Regions from separate parts of the Xenopus laevis genome. Here region 2 is linked to region 1. The links are chromatin contacts, called in public Hi-C maps. All regions are on one chromosome and are shown on one strand. The core of a region is the stretch at or near the end of the contact, and the rest is flanking DNA. Distances in the headings are between cores, read along the strand shown.

Evidence for each region. Hi-C and Micro-C count contacts between places; a contact is called where the count stands out from the background.
Region 2: a Hi-C map of the XTC cell line shows a contact between it and region 1, with 3 times the contacts expected there. The contact joins the promoter of tmcc1.S here to the enhancer-like site in region 1. A contact is called at or near these places in 2 of 4 Hi-C or Micro-C datasets (the XL177 cell line and the XTC cell line).

The regions. Positions count from the first base shown.
Region 1 is chr4S:111,120,835-111,126,251 of Xenopus_laevis_v10.1, reverse strand. tmcc1.S (transmembrane and coiled-coil domains protein 1) reads left to right here. Exons shown (of 8, transcript XM_018261364.2): 5 at 4,951-5,211. Among protein-coding and RNA genes, the nearest start is that of plxnd1.S, 30 kb to the right of the region's middle. Within about 2 kb of position 3,976, at least 1 of the 7 cell types and tissues checked has an H3K27ac peak or open chromatin away from gene starts, as enhancers often do.
Region 2 is chr4S:111,220,830-111,226,130 of Xenopus_laevis_v10.1, reverse strand. It overlaps tmcc1.S (transmembrane and coiled-coil domains protein 1), which reads left to right and starts at 3,713. Exons shown (of 8, transcript XM_018261364.2): 1 at 3,713-3,821.

The sequences.
Region 1 (5,417 bases), core at 2,727-5,226:
AAACGGCGCTGCGATGTGCCGAATTTTTTTTTTAAAAACTGTTTGGGAGAGGGGGTCTGGCCCGGCGGGGGCCCACTAGGGTCGGGGCCCACCGGGTATTTTCCCGGTATCCCGCCGGGCCAGTCCGACACTGATTCAATTTGATATAAACTATCTGTTGCTTAAGTATTCATTTTGGGGGTATAGTTTCGTTGTTCCAGCTTTAAGGGAGGCCATTGGACTCCCTTTAAAGGATAAGTAAACCTTTAAAATATGTGAATGGAAAATTGATGAGAGCGCTATTCTAAGCACTTTTGTAATTTATATTCATTAGTTATTTGTTTTTTTATTCCAAGATATTCTCAAGATCTGAGCACTTATGTCCCAGCTTAAAGGATAAGTAAACCTTTATAATAAGTGAATGTAACAATTGATGATTGTGCAGAAATCTTGCAATGTACATTCATTATTTATTTTCTTTTAATTCCGAGATATTATTGGTTATATGTACTGTTAATATGAAAGAATTTTGTTATAACCGCAATACCTACCACCAAGTAGTCAAGGAAGTTGTCAGGAGAAAGAAAGAGGCTGCTGTGATGTTCTTCTGCTTAGGAAAGATGTGAGAAAGGTTTCTAATTGTATTCCTCTTTCTTTCTCCTGACAACTTCCTTGACTACTTGGTGGTAGGTATTGCGGTTATAACAAAATTCTTTCATATTAACAGTACATATATCCCTTAAAGGAGAATTCAGCCGTCAACTAAGAAACCTGTACCCCCCTACCCTACGAAGACCCCCTCCCTCCTCCCCCCAGCCTCGGTGCAGATCCAGGAATCGCAGGGCCCACAATTGGATCAGCCCGATATCGCCCACTTTAATGTGGGCATTTTGGGGAGAGATACGCTCGTTTGGTGTCATTGCCAAACGAGCGCATCTCTACGTCTATGGCCACCTTTAGATTGCAATCTCTATTAGGGACTGCTGCGAAATATATTAGTTCCATATAAATAAAGGGTACATAGTATCAGCATGTATAGTAAACTAGCTCTTTATATTAATGTGATTTTATACTTCTTTTATCTAAGGGTAGTTGTATAACCTTTAGTATATGTTAGGGACAGGCTGTCACTTGTAATGATTTTGCTCTCAAGATTCTCTCTCATCGTCTCATCTGGGTTATTTAATTAGTCCGATACCAAATGAAAATAGTCAGGTAATTATTTTATAAACTACTGTTAAGTCTGTGACGAAAGCTATAAACTGATTACGTTGCTGTCGGGTTCCTATTTGTAGGTGTTGCTGTGCAATTAACATACACCAAGGATGTGATTTAGAACCACTCGTCAGACAAGCACTCTCCCTTTGGCAGTGAAGGGGTTAGGTCAGCCGTTTCCAGTCTCTGCTCCGCCCACAGAGGCGGGGCCAGGGACTCATCCCCTGACTGACAGTTTCAGGTGGTGAGATACCTCGGCAGTGGCTGAGGAGCAGCTGAGAAGTGAGAGGCATGCAGGAGGTGAGAGAAAATAGACATGCACTGGGAGCAAATACTGAGGCTACGCAAGCAGGAGGTGAGAGATCGGGGCACATGGGATCTGCTGATAGCAATCTATAGGGATAGAGTCATGTGTCTGTTGCAGCTGTGCATTTCATGTGTCGAGGAATCCGGGCTGCATGTGTGCCCTGAAATAGAATTAGTCTTGAAATGCGACCAGGACGTGGGGATACTGGGCTGCACCTGGGGTCGGTATCAAGCTTTCGAATGAACCCCTGCAGCTCCCTAGTGCCAGGAGTATGAGTTAGACTGCACTGAGTGTCTGATAGATAGGGGGCTCCATGGTTTGCTTCTTATAGATTTATTGTGCTGAACATAGTACATTATAGTAGTCATTGAGCGAGCCCAGGTGCATGTGGGCCAGTCTGGGTATTGCCGAAGGAGGGCACAGCATAGCAGGACAAGCAAAGCCTGAAACTGACAGTTAACGTGAGTGTGAGATGGATATCAGGCAGGAACAGATCCTGTAGATACAGTAGATAGACTGATACTGCTGCTTTTGGCACCCTATTACATGCAGCGCTTCATTCTCATTGCCAAGTATTGGCCAGTGCTAGACTCCCTGCAAACTTTCACCCTGTTTTTACACTCGTGTATGGCATGGGCATAATAATCCGTGGATGCCTCTCTGTAAATAACCCACTTGCGTACAGGAGATTCTGCCCCGTGGTCAGTCCTGTGCCTCCTTCTGAACGCAGAATTATTGGATATCACAGTCTTGTTTGAAGAGCAGGCACTCAGAGAGCCGTCCTCCAGTTCATAGGCCTATGACTAAGTGTTGTGAGAACACGAAACGCGTAAGGCTGTAATCTATGCTTGAACTTTAATAAACACCTTTTTTTTTTAAACAGCAACTGCCTGGAGGACTGCTCTAGTGCTCTAGAGTGCCTACTCTACAAACAACATGGTGATATCTGCTCTCCTTTAAAGGAACAGGAACAGCACCAACATTTTTAAGTTTTTTAAATTAATGAAAATATCATGTAGTGTTGCCCTGCACTGGTAAAACTGATCTATTTGCTTCAGAAACACTACTTTAGTTCATATAAACAGGCTACTGTGTAGCAATGGTGGAAATTGGAAAAAGGCTATATGGCTATATGGATAACAGATAACATGTTCTACAGAACTTTTCTGCTATCTGCTGTGTAACCTGAGCCTTTTCTTTTTTGAATGGCTTCCCCCATGGCTACACAGCAGTTTATTTATATAAACAATAGTAGTGTTTCTGAAGCAAACAGCAGTTTTACCAGTGCAGGGCAACACTGCAATATATCTATACCATTTCATTTTTTGATGTTGCTGTTCCTTTAAGCTGAAGGCTCAGGGCAGGGAACCTCGGCCTCCTCATATACGTTGTGAGTGTCCAAAAAAATTTGATGGTACAGAAATATTGAAAAATGGCGGTGCTTCATTTTCGTAGAGGAAACTTCAGGCGACTTCGGAAAGCGCCGGGAGTGCTGTCCCGCTGGCAATTTTTCATTATAGCCGGCAGGAAGGTAGGGGAAGGCAGTTCGGGGAAATTGACGCCCCGAAGAAGAGGTGATTTGTTGCCGGGGCGACTAATCTCCCCGAATCTGCCCGTGTGCCTTTACCCTTAGCTGTTAGTCTAACTTTTCCCAAGAGACATGTTATCTTATATTGTTAAAATGACTTATTTGCTCATCTAGAAATTGTTAGAAACGTATCTTATCTGCAGATGTGGCTGTTTCTTTTCCTGGCCATTCAATGCAGAGAAAAACAGGACTTTCCAGTACAAATGAGGGACTGCAGGTTGAGCTGTCAAAAGAGGGACTGTCCTGCTGAAAATGGGACAGTTGGGAGGGATGAGAATTAGGGATGCACCGAATCCAGGATTCGGTTTGGGATTCAGCCTTTTTAAGCAGGATTCAGATTCGGGCGAATCCTTCCACCGGCCGAACCGAATTCGAATCCTAATTTGCATATGGAAATTAGGGGTGGGGAGGGAAACCGCGTGACTTTATGTCACAAAACAAGGAAGTAAAAAATGTTTCCCCTTCCCACTTTAATTTGCATATGCAAATTAGGGTTCGGATTCGGTTCGCTATTCGGCTGAATCTTTCATGAAGGATTCGGGGGTTTGACCGAATCCAAAATTGTGGATTCGATGCATCCCTAAGAAAATAGGGCCTGGCATTCCAAGTACAGAGAGGGCCAATCAGCCCCCCCACCAGCCCACGAAATAGTGACTTTCTATGGCAGCTTATGGCAGCCCCTCTGGCATTTGCTCTGTACCCATGTATAAATGATGTTCTGTGAGCTACCCACCCCATATAAACTGCCATTGGAATCAAGAAGGGAGTGTGACCAGCACTGGGAGGGGGGGATTAAGCAAAAGCACATGACCCGTCAGAGGCCCAGATCTGTGCCCTCCCCTTGTTAATGGAACAGGAGCTTCACACAGGGCCTCCTCTGGCCACTAAGAATGGGTCATTGTTTCTAGGGAAGGAAGGCCCTGGTACCTCTAATCCCTCATGCAAAACTCCTGACCACTGACCACCATGGGGATTTACGGATTACATCGGATGGGGAACTGTGACAAGAAAATCTTACCCCCCCCCCCCTAAAGCAATAATTGTGCTGTCTGTTAAACACAGGGGATTAACCCCGTCTCTGCTGTAGTGGCTTAGACGTCTAAGCAGCAAGGCTGCTGTGAACTTGAATACCGCCAAATATCTATTTAAAGGAATTGTTCAGTGTAAATAAAAACTAGGTAAATAGTTTAGGCTGTGCAAAATAAAAAATGTCTCTAATATAGTTAGTTAGCCAAAAATGTAATGTATAAAGGCTGGAGTGACTGGATGTGTAACATAATAGCCAGAACACTACTTCCTGCTTTTCAGCTCTCTTGGTTTCCACTGATTGGTTACCAGACAGTAATCAGAGACTTGAGGGGGGCACATGGGTCATATCTGTTGCTTTTGAATCTGAGCTGAATGCTGAGGATCAATTGCAAACTCACTGAACAGTTATGTCCCATGTGGCCCCCCTTCAAGTCACTGACTAACTCAGAGTTAAGAGAGTTGAAAAGCAGGAAGTAGTGTTCTGGCTATTATGTTAGACATCCAGTCACTCCAGTCTTTATACATTACATTTTTGCCTAACTAACTCTATTAGAAACATTTTTTATTTTGCATAGCCTATCTATATACCCAGTTTTTATTTTTACACTGAACTGTTCCTTTAAGGCTGCTGGGTGTTTAATTCTCAAATACATCCTTGCCTTGGTCTGTCCTATAAGCACTGCCTGTTCGCTACCCAATTGTACTGAGTTTTACATTATAAAGACAGAGATTCCTGTGTCTGTATCAAGTTTAGTTGGGGGTAAATGTGAAATGTTATTAATGAATCATTTGTCAGTGTATATAAATAATCATTACTGTTATTCTCCCACAGCTCGACCGGCTGGAAGGGGGCAACCTCTCACAGGCGTCCAGCATGGTGTCCTCGGGTGCAGACGGAATGCTCGGCACAGACGGGGTTGATGGAACTCCGGATCCACAGCGAACCAAAGCCGCCATCCTGCAGCTGCAGCAGAAGATCCTCAAACTGACAGAGCAAATCAAAATTGAGCAGACGGCGAGAGACGACAACGTAGCGGAATACCTCAAGCTGGCAAACAATGCTGACAGGCAGCAGGGGGCCCGCATCAAGCAGGTGAGGACTACAGGCAGTTAAAGTTGTTTTTGGTTCATAAAGGTGATATAAACCTTTCCTAAAACTTAAAGGGATACTGTCATGGGAAAAAAAATTTTTTTCAAAATGAATCAGTTAATGGTGCTGCTCCCGCAGAATTCTGCACTGAAATCCATTTCTCAAAAGAGCAAACAGATTTTATATTCAATTTTGAAATCTGACATGGG
Region 2 (5,301 bases), core at 2,464-4,963, 100 kb before region 1:
CAAATTGCTTTATTTTTGCAAGGTGTAAGACCTGTTTATACTGCAATATGAGCCCCAAATGTAACATTTACACCCACATCCTTAGAAAAACAAAGTGTGAGGCAGAGGCTAAAAATGCAGCATTTCTCGGCCCACAAGTGATTGTTAGATAAGCAGAAATGCTCTTGCCCCCCTTAACGTGATCCAAGAAAAAGCAAATGATCCCTAGTATGTCTGGCACTACATTTCAACTATCTATTTAAAGGTCATCGATGTATATCTAAATATACATATCTATCATCTATCTCTTGTATCTAATCTCTACACGTATCTGTCTATCTCTATTGCATATTCAGACCTGGGGCCTTTATCTAACACTAGAGCACACACAGCTATAAACAAAGCTCACATATACATTCAATTCTGTGGGAGAACTGACCCTGACGGTGCCCCTGGCATTGTTGGCCTTGAGGGCTGAATGTGCATGTTTCTGCAGACAATGCCAGCCTTTGTGTACAGGAATGTGTCCCCGGGGAGAGTTATGTGAGGTGGGGGAGAGGGTCAGATGCCCAGAACTCTTGCTGCGATGGACCAGGGTGGTGCCAGCTGCACACATCTCCATTCATAAGGAACAAATCCCCCCAAATGCTGGACAATTGTATTTGCAAAGTGAGGGTGAAACGGCTGCTTTATATTTCTCATATCCCAGGCATCCAAGGTACAGTGGCCATGGTATCATCTGTCATAAACCTAACAATGTCTTCTCCATATTATTATATTTTTGTATAGGATGAGAACTCCAAGTCCAGACGGGCAATCTGCGGGTTCTGGCAAATGCCAGAGGGGCTGCTATAAGATGCCATAGACAGTCACTATTTAGTGGGCTGTTGTGGGGCTGTTTGGGCCTTGTTTGTGTACTTAAAGGAGAATTAAAGCTTAACTAAAGAAGTAGCTAGAAATGTTGTACATTATGTTTTGGGCTTCTGTACCAGCCCATGGCAACCACAGCCTAGTAGTAAAGATCTGTGTCTCCAAAGATGCCCCAGTAGCTCCCCATCTTCTTTTCTGCTGATTCACTGCACATGCTCTGTGCTGCTGTCACTTACTGAGCTTAGGGACCCACTCACAATATACAGTACACATAGAATAGAAATGTCACAATATAAGGCTGATTAGTAATTAATACAGATAATTAGTACATGGCAGCACAGAAACCAGTGCAATTCGCATCAGAATTTAACAATCAGCCCTGTAGCATCAGCTTATATTACAGACCAACTTCATTTTCTGCTTAATAATTTGTGATGACCCCTAAATGTAGTTTCTCAACATCAGAGCCCACTGAGCATGTGAGTGGACACTTTCCAAGATGGTGACCCCCTGTGACAAGTTTGAAGTCCTGGATCATTGCTGCTATTGACAAGCTGAAACTTTAGGCTGGGGCAATAAGGTCATTATATAAAATATGGCATTTTTAGCCACATTCATTTTTAGGATTTATTTCTCCTTCAGAAATGCCAGGGCATATTATGAATCCCAGTTTGGCAGTGGGTCACTCAATAAAAGCGGCTGTTGCTTCATTTTATACAGGCAGGGGTGTTCCAGGAGTGTTCCGTTTGTTGACGCCTGTGTTTTTTTTTCCGCACCCCCCCCAGAGTACAACCTGAATCATGGTTCTCACCTTAGCAAAAATGGCACTGTGTATAGGTCATTCAAGCAGTCCGGCACATGACTCCAGTTGCCTCTCTCCCCCCCCCCAAAAAAAGTATACAGCATTAGTGCGCATGCGGGCACGAGCGCAGGGGGCATGTTAGGAGCAGTGTGAGGTTAGGTACTGGGAGAAGGGCCATTGAGTCGCAGTCCCATTGCACACCTCCCAACATTTTGGAAAAATAAAGAGGGACAAAAAAGTTGCAGCGCGTAGCATGGAATTTTTATGACCACGCCCATTTTTGTGGCCACACCCTCTAATTACCATGTTCATTTTAAAATAATTTGAAGATTATAAAAGTTTGAACATATTTCTGTGTTTTTTTTTCCAGTTATCACAGTTATGCTAATGAAGGTGAATTGCCCTTTAAGCTGTGCGTCTAAAGCTGGCCATAGATGTAAAGATTTTTAAAAGATCGCATCGTTATTGTGAGACGAAGATTATCTCGAAACAATCGTATAAATGTACGATGTGTCCATCAACTAAAAAGGCGATATTGCTAGGAAAACTGAGGGTAGCTGCCTGCTTGGCCCTGCAGACATAGATAGATTGCACTGGGTACGATCGTTCGAATCCAACTAACCGCACGATAATTTGACGGATTGGTCGGACTGCACTGAAATTGGTCGTTCACCAAACAAGAATCGTCACGTCTATGGGGACCTTAAATTTTCCCAAGGGATCTGTTAACTTATATTGTTACAATGACTTATTTGCTTATCTAGATACATTTGAATTGTTACAAATGTATATTATCTTCTGTTGTTTGTGGCTGTTCTGTGCTCTCTGCCAAAAGCCAATTAAGTAAGAAACTCTGTTTCTTTTTCTGCCTGTTGAGTGCAGAGAAAAACAGGACATTCCAGTACAAATGAGGGACTGCAGGTTGAGCTGTCAAAAGAGGGACTGTCCCTCTAAAGACGGGACAGTTGGGAGTTATGCCATTGGACCCTGAATCGTCAGTCAGACTCTGGTTGGAGTGGGCAAGACAGGGTCAGGCGCAGGTTCACAACCCAATACCAGCTACTAATTATAAAGATCTTTATAAAGACATTTGGTCCCGTTTAGACAAATGCCCCCTTTACCTGTTTATTAAAACAGCCCTGATGCAAAAGGGGTGGTTCACCTTTGAGGTAACGTTTAGTATGTAATAGAATGCCTAGCTACTTTGCAATTGGTCTTCATATGCTATACTTTTTGAGTTATTTGCCTCTTTCTTCTGATCCTTTCCAGCTTTCAAATGGGGGGTCACTGACCCTATCCTACAACAAATGTTCTGTAAGACTACATATTTATTGTTATTGCTACTTTTTTATTACTCATCTTTCTATTCAGGCCTCCCCTATTCCAGTCTCTTAGTCAAATCAGTGCATGGTTGCTAGGGTAGTTTTGACCCCAGCAACCAGATTGCGGAAATTGCAAACTGGAGAGCTGCTGAATTAAAAGATCAATAACTCAACACCCACAAATAATAAAAAATGAAAACCAATTGCAAAGTGTCTCAGAATATCACTCTCTACGTTGTACTAAAAGTTAATTTAAAGGTGAACAACCTCTTTAAAGGGAATTCTAGATAAAAAATAAAATTTGTTCTAACGCAAAAAAATATCATTCTAGTTTCCTGTTATTCTCTGCACTGGCGGTTCTCACTATGACAACAATGTAGCAAAGGGGCAGCTGATTATCAGTCCCTGCTGTGAAGCATGCAAGGCATTGTGGGAAGTGAATGTAGGCTGGAGGAGCTGCTGCACTATTGCAAACGTCAGAACCAGCAGTGCAGATTGGGACAGAGAGTTTTGGGTTATTTGTATCTACATTACAAACATGTACAGAGGCGCTCCCTATGTAACAAAAACGCCAAGCCAATATCGCTTGGCCAGAGTCACTGAGCGGATTACAAGCACAGCGACTACGAATTTGCGATTTTTACAGCGCTGCGGGGAGCGAAAAGATGCTCAGTGGGCGCGGCTCCATCAGATGACTTGGGGCGGAGTTATCTGTCCCTTGCCGATCACTAAACGTCGTAGCCCCGCCCGGACGATGACACGCCCCCTCTGCGTCATGACGATTGACGCCGAGTGAAGGCAAAGCGGGTGTGTTCAGTCTGGACTGGAGCTGCTGGAGAAATCAGTGAGTGAGTAGAGAATACATGTCTGTTCTATGTCTGTTCTACTGGCATGGCCACACTGGGAACACATTTATGCCTTAGAGCAGCGACAGGTCCTTCTTGCGCTACTGATAGGGGTGATCAATGAAAGAATGCGCTTACAGGCTTGCCCTGCATTTCCATAGGGGGTTCATTTGCCAACACTGGGCACATTTACCTCTGGACATTTAACCAGGGCGGAAAGACAGATGTTTACTTTCATAGTTCTTCCGCAGCTGGCTGAAAAATATGTTTGCTGGTTGCTATGGGTTACTGCCCTGGTGCAAATTTGCCCAGTGTTCATGCATTTTCCCTTGTATTGATGTAAGGTGGGGGGCGGGGCACAGTCTTCAGGAAATTGGTATGTTTAGTTGTGTTTGAAGTGTATATGCTCAGACTGCTTGCCATTAGTCTTTTCTATCTATCTATCTATCTATCTATCTATCTATCTATCTATCTATCTATCTATCTATCTATCTGTATATGTCTATCTAGCTATCTTCATCTATGCATGCATCTGTACCAGCCAGTGCCATCTTTTCTGTGGCAGCCTCTGTGTATTTATTATGCCTGCATTGATTAGAAGTAGTGACCGAGTTCTCCATCCTGCCCTCCCAGGTGACCAGGAAAGGGAAAGGTCTGCCAGAGGTGCTAGGAACCATAGTTTCAGCCAAGCTGGAGATGTAGTTACTGTGCAGTATGAAGTTTGCCAGGGGATGCTGGGAGATTTGGGTGTATTCTTGCATATAAGCTGCCTCATAGCTACTGGTGACAGCCAAGGGCTGTAAGTGGATTCTGGGAGCTGTAGTTGAACAATGTAGTCTGCTTGTGCCAAGCAAAGGCTGTCGGGGAATGCTGAGAGCTGTGATTGAACAAGTGCTGGAGATATGCTCACTCACAGGTTGGAATTGCTGCTTTATTATTAAAACTGCACATGGTGTTAAATGTGTGAGTAAACTAAATGTGAAATAATAATGAGGCACAGCAAGGGCACATGGAGCATGCAAATGTTATTTGGGTGATAACTGGTTGTGTTACTGGCAGGCTCTAGCATTAACATGGGAGCAGTGCTACTTGCCTCTGTGTGTTACACTATACAGGAATGTATTGCCTCTGTTTCTGGGCCATGGCTTTCTGTTTTCTTCTTCCATATGGGTTGCTCTGCTGTCTCTTCCATGTACTGCTCTACCCGGCCTTGTTATACATTGTTCTTCTTCTCCCTCCCGTGGCTCTTCTGTTTTCCTGACAGCCTTCCAACGTGCTTTTCCCAACTGTTTCCCCTTTTCATATCTATGGCATTCATTCATCCCTGTACTTCTAACCATCTGCAGCAGAAATATCCAGACCATTCCTATCCCCCCCTATCGGACACCTGTGGGATTGTCTAGATAGCCCAATGCTTACACAGCACTCTACAGTGATCATTCTTCATCCACATCAGTCCCTGCTCCAGTGGAGCTTACAGGCT